Linked DNA regions of Mus musculus: region 2 is linked to region 1. The links are chromatin contacts, called in public Micro-C maps. All regions are on one chromosome and are shown on one strand. The core of a region is the stretch at or near the end of the contact, and the rest is flanking DNA. Distances in the headings are between cores, read along the strand shown. Region 1 holds the start of Sla2 (Src-like-adaptor 2). Region 2 overlaps Ndrg3 (N-myc downstream regulated gene 3).

Region 1 (5,849 bases), core at 1,088-3,587:
GTGGGAGGCTCTCCGTGCCTCCAGTGGCACCACGACGTGGGGTTGTCCTTTGCAGCCATCAGACTCCCAGGGCTGCAGCCCGAGCGGCTGCCATCTTTACTTTCTCTTTCTTTCTTTCTTTCTTTCTTTCTTTCTTTCTTTCTGTCTGTCTGTCTGTCTGTCTGTCTGTCTGTCTGTCTGTCTTTCTTTCTTTCTTTCTTTCTTTCTTTCTTTCTTTCTTTCTTTGGTTTAGTCTTGCATGCACTGCAGGTTTTGGTGACCAGTGTCTGTTCCCAAAGCCACCTCCTAATCACTGTATGAATGGCGTGGGCACAGCTGAGAGACTCTACTCTGCAGGATTTCCCATCCCACTCTAAAGGAGACTCTGAGGAGAATACAGATGCAGAGGGTCAAGGCAGCCTTACATACAGTCACTCAGCTGCAGCAGAGAGTGCAGAGTGGGGGGACCTTATGTCACCCTGGGCACCATCTTAGGGGGGCTGGGAAAGGGAACATCTTTGCTGAACCTTGAAGAGTATCTGAGCTCCACCAGGCTCCTCCTCCTGACATCTTGGGTCTTTGTTACAGTACCATCTGCCAGCATAAATAACCTGGCCTACCTGATCACGAACCCACTCGGCCCCCAGTAACATCGGAACTGAAAAAAATTTATTTCAGCCAGCCTGTGACCAGCAGTCAGTCAGATGGAACTCAAGAACTCTAAGAGGGGGCTGGAGAGATGGCTCAGTGGTTAGGAATACTGACTACTCTTCCAGGGGTCCTGAGTTCAATTCCCAGCAACCACATGGTGGCTCACACTATCTGTAATGAGATCTGATGCCCTGCAGAGAGAAAGTGCTGTCACTGTAGCATCTGATTCCACTTACCAGACACCCACGCATCTGCAGGAAGTGTTCCTGGTCTGATGGAGAGTGGTTCTCCATTCCCTCAGTTCCAGAAAAGGCGACAGTATGGCTCTCACTTGTCATATGTTGTATGCATACCCCCACGGACATATACACAGGAATATACATAGAAATATTACTATGCTGAGAGAGAGAGAGAGAGAGAGAGAGAGAGAGAGAACTGTGGCTATCTTCAGACACACCAGAAGAGGGCATTAGATCTCCCATTACAGATGGTTGTGAGCCACTATGGAAATTAAACTCAGGACCTCTGGAAGAGCAGTCAGTGAGTGCTCTTACCCCCTGAGCCATCTCTCCAGTCCTGCTTGCTGTCTTTCTAACAATCAAGGGGCTGGGTCCTGGGATGCGGATTCATGGGAACCTGATTGAATTGATGTGTAAATAAGAGACTGCACTTTTGATCTGGAAGAGATGAACTATCCAGAGAGTTCTTAGAATAGCAAGAGAAAGCTGTCTTGGGCAGAAGAGAGAGAGAGAGAGAGAGCGAGAGCGAGAGAGAGAGAGAACGCTTATTATCTGGAAAGCTGTCTCAAGCAGAACATAGGCCGTCAGCTTGTAACTCACCATTTGACCCTGAGTCTTCCTTTTTGCTACCCCCAGACACCCCTTCTCTCAGGAATCCCTCTCCAAGCCAAAGCTGGTCCTTGGCGCACGACCAGGGCATGTTTTGACACACTGGGTCTGAGACAAGCCTGCATACCTAAGTATCTCCTAGCTGATACTGTGGTTACCATATTTTGAAGACCAATCTCATTGATCTTTCAGGTGCTTGGGATTGAACCCAGGGTCTAGGACATAATAAGCAGACACCTACTACTAAACTACATATCAGTCCCAAATCTGAATTTTCGAAATACAGTTTCTACACCAACAACATGGGCATTACCCATAAGCTTGTTAGGAATCCCCCCCCCCCCCCCCCCGCCCCGCTCCCATCATTCTCTGATATTCACTGATATGCTCAAGGAGAGGCCCGAAGGCAACTTTCAGAAGTCAGTTCTCTCCTTCCACCACTGGGTCCCGAGGATCGCACTGGGTCATCAGGCTCGGTGGGAAGCATCTTTATCCACCCAGCTATCACACTGGACCAGAAATGAGCCCCACTTCAGAGTCTATAATTGAAGATCCCAAGTGATTCCTATGCGTAGTGCCTTCTGAATATTTGAACTCAGAGTTGCAAAGGCTGCTCCGGTGATTCTTGTGGCCAGGTCTCACTGATCTCTCCCCATACCTTTATTTCTTGGACCAGATGGAGCCAAAAAGCCAAGAAGGACCTCCAGCCTGAGGCATGGGGAGGGGGTGTGGGGGTGGAGGGAGCAGCTGCTCCCTAGAAACAGGAAAGGGGCAAGGTGGTTCCTCCATGGGCTACGATGTGATGCGTCAGAGGAAATAGAGGCGGGGAGAATGTGGGGCTGTGAGAACCACAGAGCCTGCAGCTGGGAGCTAGAGCTCTGAGGAGCAGTAGCACCTGGGTCTGTCTACACGGGCTCAGGTCCCTAGGCCACGCTCTTTGTCCCTGCTGTGCTGGGTGGGAGGGCCCAATCTGGTTTCTCTGAGAAGCAAAGGACTGCTGTACTAGTTTCGTGGAGATTGTCTGCTGACAAAGAAGCTTGATCACAGTACCTCAGCCTACTCTGACTCCTTTCTGGTGACCGATCCTCCAGGCTGCTGGGGCCTGAGATGCCGACTACCTTAGGACCTGCAAAGGCCTGACCTGTCGGGTCAGTGTGCACATTGGCTGACTACCCTCATCAAACGTCTGATGGCAAACCTGTAAGTATGCTTGTTTTGTTTTCTGGTGGACTTGGGTCAGGTGGAAAAGAGTAGTCCTCTCAGAGTGGGAGTGAGCTTTGTAGTCGCACTCCAGGAGGACGGCTGGTGGCTAGCTGCACAAGGAGGTCTCTAGGATCCACAGAGACACAGTAGGCTCGCCTCCAGAGAGTCTGACTACCTCCAGGAAACTTTTCCTAAGATCTCACGCCTCCGAGGTCTCTTCGGCGCTGCCTACTTTCCTCTCCTGGACCAAGAATCTTGCAGGGAAGGAACGGGCTCTAGATTACTGTCACCTGCAGCATCTCAGTTGCTCTCACAGGGTGCAGGTCTCAGCCTGAAAAGGCGCAAAGCTGAGGAAACAGATGACTGATCCTCTGCGCTCAGTTCCCAGATGCAAAATCAAGCCCACAAAATCACAGGAGACAAGAAGGCCCTCCCAGCCCTACACTTTCTCACCTCTGCCTGAGCAGCAGGCAGCTCATCCTCCACACGAGGTCATTGCAGTGAAAAGGGGGTTAGAGAGAAGCAGGGCGGCCTGGGTGCTGTGCAGTTTCTGCTGCCTTTCCCCAGCACTCTGCCCATCCTCTCACCGGGACACCACAGACAGCGCCTAATCACAGAGGAAGTTGCTCAGATGTAGGCCAAGTGATCTGATCTCTTGTGCAAATGTGGCCAGCACATGTTCGTCCTCGGCCTAATGGCCACTGCCTGGGCCACATCTTCCCCAGTAGTTACCATGCCTTGGCCAGACCAGGAAGAGAATGTTGCAGAGTCCCGGAGGGGTCCAGCAAAGATCAGGTCCCCTGTGGTTCAAGGGTCCTAAAGGTTGTGGTCTTGCTGCAGGAGAGCAAGAAAGTTGATCACCTCCAATCCTCCCTCTGACCCTGCAGAGTGAGCCCGAGTCAGCGTTAGGAGCCCTCATCACAGGAGACACCCCAAGCTGCATGCTGTGTCTGAGGTCACACAGCTGCTCTGAGTTAGTCCCCCATGCTACCCATGGCAGGCATAAAGCCATGCACTTAGCCTGAACCTCATCCTTGGGGCAGCTCAGATGGAAGAGTTGCCCTGGCTGTGAGCAAATGCCAGCCTCCAGGAGGCAGCAGAACCACCATCCTCACCAAAGCTGCCCTGTCCCCAAAGTCTGAGAGGAAGGGGCTGTCCAGAGCCAGTCCTGGGGCACCAGCCTGCCTGGTGTTCCTGATCTGTGCTGTGGATACTGAGCTCAGCACAGAGGCAGCAAAGACAAAAGCTGTTTCTCCAGATGGTGACACAGCGCTGTAAGACAGGTTGGGTTTCTCCAGATGGTGACACAGCGCTGCAAGACAGGTTGGGTTGGGGGTTAGCACAGACGAATTGTCATCCCTACAAGGCCCTGTCTCTACTCCGTGGGGACAATTCCAGGACTTGGATGTCATCCCATGGCATTAATGAGCAACACCCTCATCCAGGCAACGTGTGTCCCTAGGGTAAGGAAGACACCCACTGTGTCTTCATGCTAGTCTGTGAGCTGCTCCTGCCAACCGTGAACCCTTGGCAGTGCCTGGCCAGCTGAATGGAACCAAGCAGGTGAAATTACATCTTGTCCTGCTGAAAGTAATGAGACTATCTGAAAAGGATAAGAGAACCCAGACCGCTCAACTTTTCCACAGTGTTGGAAAAGCAGCTTTTTCTAAGTAGAATCTGCTTAGCCTGAGAACCAGACACTGCAGAGCGCGCTGCTCAGTTTGGTTCACTCTGTTGGTGTGGGCTGAGGCCTTCGGTGGCCTACCTGAATGCTGAGGATGGGGCATGGGACTAGAGGGTAATGGCAGACTGCACAAACACTCTAACTGAGCCTGCTGACAGTCACAGGACTAGGAAGTGAGAGGATCACGTGAGCCCAAGAGTTTGGGGACAACCTAGGGGACATAGTCCCCAGTTCATAGTCTCATAAAAACCAAAACAAACAAAAAGAAACCATGAGTGAACACAACGGAAAGGTGAAAAGGAAGAGTTCCAGGGGGAGTTTGCCACCGAGAACATTCAAGCCAGGAAGGAAGTATGCTCCCAAGGCTGGCTTCCCAGGGCCCTATCTCCCAGACCCAAATGTTGGGTGTGGCTATCCCTGGTTCTCAGATGAGGAAAGGGGCACCAAGAAGGGAAGTGACCAGTCAGTCAGTCCCTCAGAGCCTTGCAAGCCACCACTATGTCACAAAGACTGACAGACTCCCAGCAGTCTAACCCAGTGCCGTTGGCACCAATGTCGCCTCTGCTTGTGACTCCCATCCCAAGACCGCTTTGTTCCTCCTTGGCCCACCTCCAACCCCAGTGTGCCTGACATGCCTGAAGAGAGCTCAGTGTCTTCTGACTGTCCCTGCCACCACCTAGACTGTCCCTAGAAATGGATGCTTCTCCAGTCCACAGGAATTCAGAGGAGGATCATCAAGAAAAGCTGAAGCAAGCTGGGCAGTGGTGGCGCACATCTGTAATCCCAGCACTTGGGAGGCAGAGGCAGGTGGATTTCTGAGTTCGAGGCCAGCATGGTCTACAGAGTGAGTTCCAGGACAGCCAGGGCTATACAGAGAAACCCTGTCTCGGAAAAAAAAAAAAAAAAAAGAAAAAGAAAAAGAAAGGCTGAAGCTCCCAGAGAAAGGGTGGGAACCAGACAGACCCAAAGAGAAAGGAAAAGGTGGGCTAACCCATGGACGGGATTATAAGAAAGGGCTCAGAAGACTTGGATGGAGAAAGGCCACTACCTAGAAAGGATGGGACACAGAGAATCATCTCCAGGGCTGGAGAGATGGTTAAGCGGTCAAGAGCATTGACTGCTCTTCTGTAGGTCCTGAGTTCAAATCCCAGCAACAACATGGTGGCTCACAACCATCTGTAATGGGATCCGATGCCCTCTTCTTGTGTGTCTAAAGTACAGCTACAGTGTACTTACATATAATAATTAATAAATCTTAAAAAAGAATAAAGAAAATCACCTCCCACTTGTCCACTTGGAGTCTGTGTTAGTCAGTTCAACATAGTGATCACTGGCAAGGTCCTGGGAGGCTGGCTGTTGAGTTACTTCAGGTTTGTGGTGCCTTTTCCTTGGCCCTGGCAGATCAGGTCATCCCCCTGTGACAGTCAAGCATCGGGGTCCAAACTGGGATCCAGGGCTCTGACTCCATAGCAGTTCCCTTTCCA
Region 2 (5,661 bases), core at 1,513-4,012, 43 kb before region 1:
CTATATAATGTATGTGTGTGTGTATGTGTATATATATATATATATATATATACATATATATATATATATATATACATTATATATCTATATGACTATTTTGCCTGCAAGTGTATGTTTGAGTGTGTGTGTGTGTGTGTGTGTGTGTGTGTGTGTGTGTGTGTGTGTGTGTGCATCATGTGCTTGACTGGACTGGTGGTGTCCAAGAAGGTCAAAAAAAGGTGGCAAATCCTTTAGAACTGCCATATGGGTGCTGGGGATCAAACCCTGGTCTTCTAGAAGAACAAAACATGCTCTAATTACTGAGCCATCTCTCCAGTCCTTTCATATTCCTTTAAATTGAGGCAAGTCAGCGGAATAGCCCCTCTCTGAGGTCAGGTCATATCATCTGAAAAGAGGATGTTGGTTTCTGTCTGGCCAAAACGCACTGCAAACAGTGCTAAGTACAGACTGGCAGATGCTACACCTCTGTCACCGAGTTAGAAATGCTAGTTCTCTGGCCTCATTGCACACCTATTCAGTCAGAACCCTCGAGATAGAATCCAAGAGTCAGGATTTAACAGGCGATTCCAGTACACACTAGCCCGATGAAAACCCTTCAAAGGTGAAGAGCAGCACCGAAGATCCAGCTGGGGAAGGTGGGGAGGGGCCGGACAGTTCTCCTCTCCTGATGACATCATACCCTTTGTCATAGAGTAAGGACAATAAAGAGATGAAGGGGACTAGAAAGCAGACATGGTGACACAAACCTGTGTCCAGGTACTCAGGCTAAAGTGAAGGACTGAGCGATTAGTTTCTTTGGGTACAAGCAAGGCCAGGGTGAATGGTGTAGCTGGCAACACTGTCAGCCCAAAGAGAGGCCTGAAAGCCAGGCCTTAGCATCCTGTGGATGGGCAGCCTGAGTGTCCCTCTCAGGTATTGCCAATGTCAAGGCATAGAGCACACTGAAGTGATCCAAAGATGATGCAGTTAAGCATCAAGGAGCCTACCATTAAGCCCTGCCCTTTGGGCTTGGGATGGTGAGGGCACTCCCCTCAGCGGAGGTCCACTGACTTAGGTGTTCTTCCTCTTCTAGATGGCAGACTGTGGAGGACTGCCCCAAGTAGTTCAGGTAAGTAAGGAAGTGTTCATAATAGTTACACAGTTACACACACACAGACACACACACACAGACACACACACACACACAGACACACAGACACACACACACACACACACACTGCTACCTCGCTACCTATGCAGAAATTAATGCCGTCTTTGTTTGTCCCTGTAGCCTGGGAAGCTCACCGAGGCCTTCAAGTACTTTTTGCAGGGAATGGGCTACAGTGAGTAGTATACGTTTTCTATTTATTATAAATGTATAGGTACTAGGGTAAGTTTACATCTAGGAGGCCACAGTTGTGAGGACATGCCCCGTGTGCTTGTCAGCCTTCAGGTAGAGAACAACAGAATACAGAGCGGTCGTCCATCTGTGCATGTGTTTAAGTTAGGCTGACAGCTAAATGTCCTCAGACTAAAACTGATTTTGTTGGTTTCTTTTCTTTTGTTCCTTGAGACTGGGTATCTGTGTAGCCCTAGCTGACCTGGAACTCTGACTCTGTAGACCAGGCTGGCCTCGAACTCAGTGATCCAGCTGCCTCTGCTTCCCAAGTGCTGGGATTAAAGGTATGTGCTACCATACTTGTCTTTAAGAAGTGGCACTGAGCACGCTGAGGCTCAAGAATGTTGAGCATGCCTCCTAGGGCAGCCAGTAAACAGCATAGCCATGGCTGACCCTTCAACGTCTTGACTCCAGGCTCACATCTTAACCACTGAGGCTTTGACTGCCTTAGCCGTGAGTCAGAGCATGCGGTACATCTGAACCCAGCAGATGTACTTCGTGCCCACAGAAACAAAGTAGAAACTCCAAGAAGAAAGAAGAGTGTCATTAGTAAAATCTGTTCTGCCAAGAGATGAGCTGGCAGTGTATGTCCACACATGTGTGTATGTCATGTGCTGCCGTGTTGGGTTCTAACCTCTCAGACCCCTGAGCTTTCTCATTTGTCACAGAAATTTATACTTCTCAAGGGTTTTAACCCCAGTACAGAACTCTACCTAGCAGACAGTATTTCCATCTTTGTCCATTGGATGGTGACCATTGAGAGCTGCCTCAGAAGTTGGGCCCTGGGTTCAGAACTGTAGTTGACAGGAAGATCATGTGTGTCTTGTCTAGAGTGGCTATGTTGTCCCCGTCTGTGAGCTGCTACCAACCGAGCCCACACACAGCCCTCTGGCTCATCAGGAGGAAGAGTCCCCTCCTTGCCTGTTCTCATCCTTTCCCAAAAATACTGACGATGCAGCTGGGTCCTAGTCCAGGGTAGGGTGACTGTATAGGATGAGGGTGGAATAGGTTCCCTGGTCTGTTGAGAGTCGTGGCATTAAAGTGCTTACATCAGACTCTTCTCTGGGACCTTGACAGAAACGTTCATTCCTGGCCAAATATCCTGTTAGCATCATCTAGGCAGCCAAGGTTGTCACTTAGTCCTTGTGGGTCACTAACCTGCCTTTTCCTGTGTCCATCCTGCTTCCAGTCCCGTATGTGCAGCTCAGTCACCTCAGCAGCGAGTCAGGTACCTTCTTGTGCTGGCCCTGCCCGCCTCCCAACTCTGCTCTTCCTGCTGCATTGGCTGCCTGCCGCATGTCCGCGGTTTCCCTGTACAGTGAGAGCCCGATAGAACAGGGCTCAGTGTGTTCTGAGTTAACCCGACAGAGCAGGCCTACTCCCTGGAAGAAAAGAGGATTCCATAGAACTGCCCAGGCAGCCTCTCCCCCTCAGCCAGGGTGACAGCCCCAGCAAAAGCTCAGCAGGGAGGGCCCCTCTCTCACTGCCACCACAACCACCTGTTTGCTAATCCTTGACGAGGAAGACTAGCATCTGTGAGCAGATAATGGTATCCTTTGATCCCAGTAACGAACAGACAACAGGGAAATGACTGATGATCTAGAATAATAGATAGTGAGTCATTTCCAGTAAGGCCCTGTGCAGGCCGTGCTAATACTGAAAGGATCTTACGGTCAAAGTAGTAACAGTAGCAAAAAAGGAGTCTAAATTAAACATCCCTAGAGTCCCTCCCCTCTCAGTCCCTGAACCCAACCACCTCTACCTCATCCCTGTGTAGAGATCAGCTCCAAAACACCTTCTCTCCCCTCTCCCCATCCGTGTCTCCCACCCAGAGGGCAACAGTAGCCTGTGGACACGGATGGTAGTCTTGTTGTATCGGGCTTGCACTGTGTTTGTGAAATACCTTCCTACTTGTGTGGTTTGTTGTTCTTTCTTTGGTTTAGTCTTGCATGCACTGCAGGTTTTGGTGACCAGTGTCTGTTCCCAAAGCCACCTCCTAATCACTGTATGAATGGCGTGGGCACAGCTAAGAGGCTCTACTCTGTAGGGTTTCCCATCCCACTCTAAAGGAGACTCTGAGGAGAATACAGATGCAGAGGGTCAAGGCAGCCTTACATACAGTCACTCAGCTGCAGCAGAGAGTGCAGAGTGGGGGGACCTTATGTCACCCTGGGCACCATCTTAGGGGGGCTGGGAAAGGGAACATCTTTGCTGAACCTTGTAGAGTATCTGAGCTCCACCAGGCTCCTCCTCCTGACCTCTTGGTTCTTTGTTACAGTACCATCTGCCAGCATGACCCGGCTCGCCCGATCACGAACCCACTCCACCTCAAGTAGCATTGGCTCTGGAGAAAGTCCCTTTAGCAGGTCTGTGACCAGCAATCAGTCAGATGGAACTCAAGAATCCTGTGAGTCCCCTGATGTCCTGGACAGACACCAGACCATGGAAGTGTCTTGCTAAGCAGATCTCCTCCCCTGGACCATGCAAGTCCCTCTCCTTGAAATGACCACTCCGTAATAGAACATTTCATTCCGTCAGCTGGCCCCCACTTCCTTTCACTCACGCATGGCCACAGCATCTCTCTCTAGTAGCCGAGAGTGTCATTCTCTCCACCCTTTCTGTGTGTACCAGAGCCACACCCATGCCATTACTGTAACATTCCAACATCTCCATCTGACCTGACCTCCATATCTTCTCTTGCCAGCCTTTCCCTATGCTCCCTCAAATATGTATCTGATGAGATTCTTTAATTCCCAACTCCATGTGTGTGCGAGCACGCGTGTCTGTGTCTGTGTGTGCATACTTCTGTGACTTTAGACATGCTTTCTTGTAGTGCTTCTGCAAAGGGACTTTTTTTGAATCCTCAGTGGCATTTTTTTAAGGGAAATATGCAGAGTGGATATCTGGGTGGGTTGGGCCACAAGATTGGATTTTGGTTCCACTTGGACAACAAACAGTATTTGCAGAGTGATTTCAGGAGAGAGCAGGTCTGAGGAATATGCAAAACTGTAGTTACTGTGTGGGCCATTGACTGCCTTGACCAGTAGAAGGGATAACTATTACACAGATAGGCAGGCAGGGTGGCAGTCACCTCCCCTGTCCACGTGGATCCATCCCTGCCATTGTGTGAGTCAGAGGGATAGATCTGAAGCCTGTGAATGATGTCTGGTACACCACAGTGTTTTCTCCAGAGAACTGGCCTAAGCTCTAGATTAGCCAAGAAAGCTGGAAAACAGAGCGCCAGGCTTCACTCTGCAGAGAGAAAGTGCTCTGTCCCTGTAGCGTCTGATTCCACTTACCAGACACCCACGCATCTGCAGGATGTCTGATGCAGAGCGGTTCTCCATCCCTCAGTTCCAGAAAAAATGGAGTGATATTTAAAAATGCCATCGATGGTGGGGATCTTACTGGGGAAGAGGAAGGACCATTAGCACACCATCATGATGTCAGATGACAAAATGGAAGCCAAGACACCTTGAAGGTGACTTTCTAGGAAGGTCTTAAGCATGTAATGTCCCTTTATCAGAGGGAAGGGGACAAACTCAGGGCAGCCCTGTCCAGGTAGAAATATTTTTGCCCCCCTGTCTGATGTTGATGAGGGGTCATACCAGCCAGGGAGACCCTCTGGGAGGAAGCTGCCACACACAAGGACTCTGGAAGTATCCAGATGTGAGCCCAGCCAGGGTCCTATGGTTCCAAATCTGAAGAAAAGGTTTTTCACACACTCCTTGCTTTCTGCTAAGATAAGAAAGGCGTCACTCTGCCAGAGTGTGACTTTTTACAGATTAAATAAAGCTGTATATGTCTCATTGTTACCCGGCTGCTGGTGTTATTTCTCCAAAGCGACTCTCCAAGGCTTGGGTGGGTGGGTTTCTTTCACTGGTTCTAGGCTGTGCCTTTTCTTACCTGTGATTACTTATCCTGTTCAGTGGCTCTTAGAAGAGGGAGGAATGGGCACTTTAGAATAAATAGTGTGTTTGAGATCTTAGAGCCAGTGAAGGGAGACCTGCTGAACTCCCATCTGCATGACATGTCCTGCTCCCTTCAAAACTCCCAAGAAGCTGGGCAGTGCTGTTTGTGAAGAGAAGGAGCCGGAACCCGAGGTAGCTAATCCATTTCTTATGTCCCACCATCTCTGGAATTCCTGGTCCAACTGCCATGTGATAATTTATAAACACTTTCCTGGGTTCCTGTTAAGATACAGGCTATAATTCTCCAGCAGCTGCTATGCCCCGTCCTCTAAGGAAAAGTTTTAGGAAGTCACATCTCGTATGGGGTAGAAA

What was found. A called contact is a pair of places that touch in the nucleus more often than the background predicts.
Region 2: a Micro-C map of the G1E-ER4 cell line shows a contact between it and region 1, with 6 times the contacts expected there. The contact joins the enhancer-like site here to the promoter of Sla2 in region 1. A contact is called at or near these places in 5 of 39 promoter capture datasets (embryonic stem cells, macrophages and trophoblast stem cells), 2 of 15 datasets of contacts at CTCF or cohesin (embryonic stem cells and large pre-B cells), 65 of 484 Hi-C or Micro-C datasets (the 63-12 cell line, the AML12 cell line, B cells and 29 more), 15 of 115 datasets of contacts at active chromatin or transcription factors (the HPC-7 cell line, embryonic stem cells, large pre-B cells and 2 more) and 4 of 9 other capture datasets (adipose tissue, embryonic stem cells, liver and 1 more).

What each region holds. Positions count from the first base shown.
Region 1 is chr2:156,883,709-156,889,557 of GRCm38.p6, reverse strand. It overlaps Sla2 (Src-like-adaptor 2), which reads left to right and starts at 2,337. Exons shown (of 8, transcript NM_001356495.1): 1 at 2,337-2,678; 2 at 5,839-5,849. It also overlaps the pseudogene Gm14248.
Region 2 is chr2:156,926,877-156,932,537 of GRCm38.p6, reverse strand. Ndrg3 (N-myc downstream regulated gene 3) reads left to right here. Exons shown (of 16, transcript NM_013865.2): 14 at 1,073-1,108; 15 at 1,271-1,322; 16 at 3,657-5,196. The coding sequence ends at 3,838. Among named protein-coding and RNA genes, the nearest start is that of Sla2, 42 kb to the right of the region's middle. Within about 2 kb of position 2,762, at least 25 of the 459 cell types and tissues checked have an H3K27ac peak or open chromatin away from gene starts, as enhancers often do. A contact at or near this core is called in the G1E-ER4 cell line, the HPC-7 cell line, cerebral cortex and 3 more, where this site is marked.